2 separate regions of the Gadus morhua genome follow, and region 2 is linked to region 1. The links are chromatin contacts, called in public Hi-C maps. All regions are on one chromosome and are shown on one strand. The core of a region is the stretch at or near the end of the contact, and the rest is flanking DNA. Distances in the headings are between cores, read along the strand shown.

Evidence for each region. Hi-C and Micro-C count contacts between places; a contact is called where the count stands out from the background.
Region 2: a contact with region 1 is called in a Hi-C map of blood, with 2.7 times the contacts expected there. The contact joins the promoter of opa1 here to the promoter of LOC115556162 in region 1. A contact is called at or near these places in 2 of 6 Hi-C or Micro-C datasets (blood and gill).

The regions. Positions count from the first base shown.
Region 1 is chr12:7,839,454-7,842,824 of gadMor3.0, reverse strand. It overlaps LOC115556162 (serine/arginine-rich splicing factor 11), which reads left to right and starts at 1,371. Exons shown (of 13, transcript XM_030373313.1): 1 at 1,371-1,745; 2 at 2,706-2,839. The coding sequence starts at 1,624. xxylt1 (xyloside xylosyltransferase 1) reads right to left here and starts at 1,360. Exons shown (of 8, transcript XM_030373315.1): 1 at 893-1,360; 2 at 111-689. The coding sequence starts at 614.
Region 2 is chr12:8,084,718-8,087,854 of gadMor3.0, reverse strand. It overlaps opa1 (OPA1 mitochondrial dynamin like GTPase), which reads right to left and starts at 1,373. Exons shown (of 29, transcript XM_030372467.1): 1 at 1,174-1,373; 2 at 216-531; 3 at 1-82. The coding sequence starts at 1,202. atp13a3 (ATPase 13A3) reads right to left here. Exons shown (of 33, transcript XM_030372978.1): 33 at 2,040-3,137.

The DNA.
Region 1 (3,371 bases), core at 122-2,621:
GGCCTCACTTGGAACAGGCCAAAGCACCTTGATAGTGCATTTTAGTCATTAAGCATCTGCTAAGCGATTAAATGCATGTTTGTACTCAATGTAGGCCCAGAACTTCTTACCTCATACTGGAACGTTGCGTCCAGCAGAACCTCCTGAAGCATCCGCTGGCCCAGTTCTTGGCTCGCTTGGTCACTCACAAAATGGAGCACCAGCACCTCTTCCTCGAGGAAGTCCCCGTGCTTCACCATGGACAGCATGGCCACCCTGAACTTCTCCTGCAGGCTCCGGCTCTTGTCTATCTTGGTGAACATCATGAGAACGTGGAAGTGCGGGTCCGACAGCGAGCTTGTGTCTTCCCCTCCCTCCCCGCCGTCCTCCCCGCCGTCGTGTTCGTGCGGGGTGAGTCTGGTGTCCAGAGTGAGGTCAGCATCGTTCCTGTTGGCGTTGTGGCTAGCCTGGCTTTGTTTGATCCGCTTGGTTGTGCTCGAGAAGTTTTGCCTCTCTGAACCAAAGTAGTAGAAAGCTACCACAGCCAGTGCTGCAGCCAGAAGAAGGATCAACTGGTAAGATCTAAAGGTGCTGATCCTTCCCATGGTACAGACCACCACTCTCAGTATGCCCATATCTCTTCATTTAACCGGTAGACTGGCATGGGAGGCGTGTGTTAATGGGAATACATGTCCCGTCAGACGGAACTCCTATCAAGAAAACAACAGGCTGTTGTAACACCACGATGAGGAAATATAATTCAAGGTTTTAAAACAACAGCACTTCCGAAATTTATAATTATTCTGGTTAAGCAGGTTATGTACAGCAGGGATAGTAAGTGCTTAGTCATTCAATTTGTTCATGGCTGAATCAACCGTTATGAAATCAACGCATTTGCTTTACAGTTACTCACTTATGATAGATTTTGAGCTGTGCCTCTCCTTGCAGATTCTTGGCTTGTGAGGGGACGCCTTCTGTCAACATCTAATTTGAAAGCAATTATAGGTAGACGCCTTTACAACAAATAAATTACCTTCCAACATGAATACACAAAACCATCACTATTACCACGCCAAAGAGGAACCACTGACATTCTCGCTGGTTAGCCAGCTAGCTACAAGACTAATCACCCAGTAAAGGCAACCAACGCGCTTATGTCCGTCACCCCTATTCATCCGCCCTCGCCTCAGAACTCGAAAGAACACACATTGAAGTCGTTCACATACATGCAAAAGGAGAATATAGTGAACAACGTCCACGACTGTTTATGAAACAACGGCACGTCAAATGAAAACATGTCATTTCATCTCCAGAAACAAAACAAAAATATTTTAACTCGAGTCGTGACCACGCCCATTTTCCGGTTGAAGATTCCGTATTTCCACACCGCTTCCGGTTGGAACGCTAACGAAAACTGCATTGTCGCCACCATTTGTGCCCATAGGCTCTAGTGTCCCGGGCTGAAATTTAACCCCCAAACGTTTTACAGTAAAATGGTCGTTTGTGCGCGGTTTCAGTATTTCTCTTAAGCGTGCTACGGAAAACGGCGACGTCGCGTTTACAATTCTTCCGGAGTCTTCGTGTGTACGAATATCCCGCAACATAACCTAGCCTTCTGCAGCTAGCGACGGACTCGTTGAAAAAATGAACAGCAACACGAACGTGATTCAGGTGACCAATGTGTCTCCAAGCACCACCTCTGAACAAATGAGAACTTTGTTCGGGTTCCTTGGAAACATAGAAGAGTTGAAGTTATTCCCTCCAGAGTGAGTATTCATTTGTTTTACGCTCTTACGGTGCATCTGTTTGTACACGGCCCACGTTGGCCGCTTTGTGGGGCCTTCGCCAGGCCGCTCGCCTGGCTCCTTGCGGCGGTGTTTGTCTTATGTTTTGCCCGCGCATTAACGCAGCCCTGTAACGGGACACTGCCGGAGTCTGGAGGCAGATGTGGGTTCAACAAAGACCGAGTATATGCAGCGTGAATCGACATAAGCCGTATAAAAACCCACTACAGGTCATCTTGGGGCTTCAATGTGAAAAATACATGCTTAAAAGAACTGCAAGCAGTACAGCGTGTAGGACGGGAAGTGGCTACGGAAGTAGCCGACTTCCTTTATCCTTAAAAATTAGGTGGTTTGAGTGTGTTTGAGTATCGTTTAGTAACGATGAAGTGCGTTTTTATCTTTTGTTATGCACCCTTATGTAATGGTCTTTGCGGCTACTGGGTGCGATTGCACCGCTTAGTTGTCTAAACATATTTATACGCGTATGTCTTGCACTAGGTACATAGGTAGTGGCATTTTAGTAGTAGTTACAAAACCACTGTCCTCTCCATGTATCCGGAAATAATCGATATAAGTATCTAACTCTACATACTGATATAATTGTTTAAATATTATGATTTAAACGTGTTCTTTGCTTTATTTCTCGTCTGTCATAATTCACCTGGTTACACCGCAGGTAGGAATGTCGATGCAGTATACTAAAATGCGATGCTAGTGCTGGTCAATTTCAGTTCGATCATTGCATTATTGGTTGGGTAGAAACTTTTTAAACCAGTAGAATTTGGGTTATGCATAAAAAAGGCTGGTCAGTTGTGATAATCATGTGAATTGCCAGGATTGGCCATGAAAGACTATCTTCATCCACACACATCATTTCCTTGAAAGCAGTGAAAAAATCCCTTTGTTTGTATTTTTGCACAACTTTCTCGTATTTTTTTCCAGTGACTCTCCCTTGCCTGTGACTTCACGTGTCTGTTTTGTAAAGTTCCGCGAGACTGAGTCGGTCGGGGTGTCCCAGCACCTGACGAACACGGTCTTCGTCGACCGGGCCCTGATTGTGGTTCCATTCGCAGAAGGTGGGTAGCTGTTTGTGTGTGCGTCTGTCTTCCTTCTGCCCTAAAATGGCTACACATGAGTGAACAACATGCATATTTCATAGTCTCCAGGCAAGCTGCTAAGCCAAGTTACCTAAGCTTTTTTAGTGCTTGGCATTTGCGGGGGTGTAAACGGAAGGAAAATGTACATGTGTGCCCATGTCTAGCACTTTTTTTGTAAACCTCTCTCTCTGTGATTTGTGTTGTGGTTTTCGTAGTGGACAAGTCATTTGCAGAGAGCCCCCTCCCTGCTGGCTGAGCGTGGTCCTCTGCTGCCATCAGGAGATTAGAAACATTATTGGCACCAGGCTCCAAAGCCCCTTCTCACAAATTGTTCTGCAGTAACCTGTTAACTGTTGTTTTGTTTCTCTCTCTGTCCAAGGCATCGGTTCAGTTAAAAGATTAGTCGCACAGATTCTAAGCAAAACGCTGTTTGCAGGGGATTCCCCACTCCATTTCTCCTCCAAAAACTGGGATTGAGGCAGTGGAAGGTTTCCCCAAAATTTGATCTTAT
Region 2 (3,137 bases), core at 124-2,623, 250 kb before region 1:
CGCTCAATTCCCAGATGTAATCGGGAATGACCCAGTTGTATTCACTGAAATCAGGCAAAAAGTCCTTCCACTCCTCATAGGTCTGAAGGAAAACGACATTGACATTGGTCATCCAAAAATATAAAGTTTCGAAGCAGGTTTGCTCTGCTGTTTTCAATGGAGTGGAACACTTTAAGAGCAGCAAAGTGATCTCATAGCCAACATCTCAAACAAACCTTTTTAGCTGTATAACCTCCACCAACGGCCGAGCCCAGAACGATGTAGCGGAGCCTCAGAATCCTGGCGGCTAGCCGCAGCATCCAGAAGTTGCGCTGCTGCTGGTGGCCGCGGCCCCCAGACCCCGGTGGGGGTTTAGGGGGTCTCATGGGCAGCCGGGACATGGTGGAGATGTGACGGGCGGCCGTGCGGTGAGGGGGAACCTGCTGGTTGGAGTAGCGGTGGTGGATGGCACGGGAGAGGGGGTGCAGCTTCTGCAGGGGGATGCGAACCTTCACCCCCATGTTGTTGGAGACAAGGTTCCTGCAGGCCATGCTGAGAAGGAAAACAAATATGTAAAAAGACGCTCACAAACACAAACCATATTGCTTTGGTCATCTTGTTCTTGCAGTCACAATTGATTTCACAATAGCATATAAGTTGCAGTACATAGCATGATTTTTTTCTATTTTACTTAATGTGTATGTGTGGGTCCTTGAGCAACAACAAAGAGGCTGCACACGCGATAACTAGTAGAAAGATCAGCCAATTACGACACAGGACATAACAAAAGCAACCTTTACACATCACACAATGTCGCACAAACATGCCAATATGATTTGAGATATGGTAGAGAACTGAACTCATTGTATAACTATATCCGTAGAGGATAGTAAGAAAGCCTGTGAAAAGTTTTAACAGTATTAAAATACGTTAAGTGAATGGTGAGCTCCACACACACACACACACACACACACACATACACACAGAGGCCGCTCACAGACGAGAATGACATGTCATGTATAGTTAAATTAAATGTTATGTTTTAGATCGAAATTCAATCGACGTAAGCGTTTAAAGAGGTTATGGAGGTATGACACACCCAAGCTGTCCTCCGCTGTCAAAATGTCCAGATACCAGTGTCAGACGAGAAAAGATTGCATTAGCTACGATTAGCTCTATTACAGCTGAACTCACCAGGTCATTTTGCCCCCGACACGCAACATGGTGATATTCCCAACAACGAATAAACAATTAGATGCTTGTAAAATATTTTTCAGGTCCAATAGACATCCTCTTTCATATTGATAAACATGCACTGCCCTGTTCGAGCGCTAACATGCTCTTTAGCTAACAAGGACACCGACTGACAGCTCCACTTCCTGCACAGCGGTACGCCCCCGAATGACGCCCTGACAAACTATACCCAACCTTTTTGGTTCCTAGATAACGCTTTTTGTTTCGGTTTGCACAGGTGATATTTTTTTATATATCTCTTTATAGATATATAGATATAGATAGCTGTAGACTGGAATGTTTGGATTAAATATTACTGACGTCAAATGACCAGCTATTAATTTCGTTTTTAGCCTATGATTATTAAAACTGAACATTAATATATGTCAATATGAATTTGCCTCCATCAAAGCACCATAGTCTAATTATTAATCAAGTGCTCAAACAGCCAGCCACCATAACATCAGAAAATTCAGCATGTCGAGCTACTCTTGTTGATGCACAATTCTATTATTGGTTGTGACATAGAACAAATTGTTGTTTTTTACTTTACCAAAACAAACAAATAAAAACATATGCAAATTGTTTTAAAGCACATTTATTTATATATATATATATATATCAAAAAAAATAAATCAAAAATGCAATCATCAGTAAAAGCATAAAAGAGAAAAGTAAAAATACAAAGTACAAAAATGTGCCGATAATTTACACCTCTGCTTATAAAAAGGATACCTGTGCGGGTATTCAATATTTGAGATGCAAAGTTAATGCATCAAATACCAGATATTTCAAATACAATTTTTCCGACTGGTAATTTGGGTATCAATATTTTTTTAGTACCCTCCTAAATGTATTTTAGATATTCACATTCCCCTGAGGAAAGTTTCTATGTACCCCATACATTGCCTTATCATATTTGGGGTAATGTAAATGGGTTGTGTCAAATCTGGAACATGATTTGGGAGATGAACTTAATAGCATATGTGCATGGTACCTATACAAGAGAAAGGGTTCATTCTACACATTGCTTTGAAATGGCAAAAAAATGTTAAAAAACAACTGACAAGAGCATAATTTCAAATTTTGAAACAGAACATTGTCAAGGGGCCAATTTCTGATTGGAAGCTGAGCCTAAAATACTCTGTCGTTAAACCAGGCTGGTATTTCTGCAGAAACACTTTCTTCAGTTAGCATAGAATTTGATAACAGAAAAACACATGAAAGCTGATTAAAGTATAGTTTGGTTGTAAGAAAATATTTAGTTATTAGCAATCAAATTAATTATACTTCCCTTTTTTGTGCAAGAGACCATTAGTAATTTGATCCAACAAATATAATAACTAAACTAACTAAAAATAATGGGCAAATAGTTTCCAGGATGAAACATTGTTTAAAGATGATCAACAGTCTAGTTGAGCCTTAGAAAACACCAAATAGGTATTCAAGTCCCCTGATAATGTATCCAGATGAATGATTACCATTTTAAAATAAATGCCCAGAATTCATGCCTTAACAAGGAGGACCTATGCTTATTGCACACCTATAACGGAAGCTCAGAATACAAAAATATACCCAAATAATTAAACTGCCAATTAGCCTACAACCCATTTTATGAAAAAAGTACCAAAAAAGGTAAAATAAAAATAAAACACGCAGACAACAGCCCTTTGATATGAGAAAAAAAAAATACACTTTGAAAACACACTGACTTTACAGCAAACATTTACAGAGGTAATCTGATACCAGAATTATTATCAACAACATAGATCCAGTACAGTTCAGTCTCATCCAAGGTTGTAGAATTTGACAGAAGTAGACTTGAATCAATTGATTAATAACATGATACAATCTTTGGAACATAGAGATGTACTATAAAGCCTTGATAATAAACACAAAATAAATATTGCATTGGTTTAAATTAT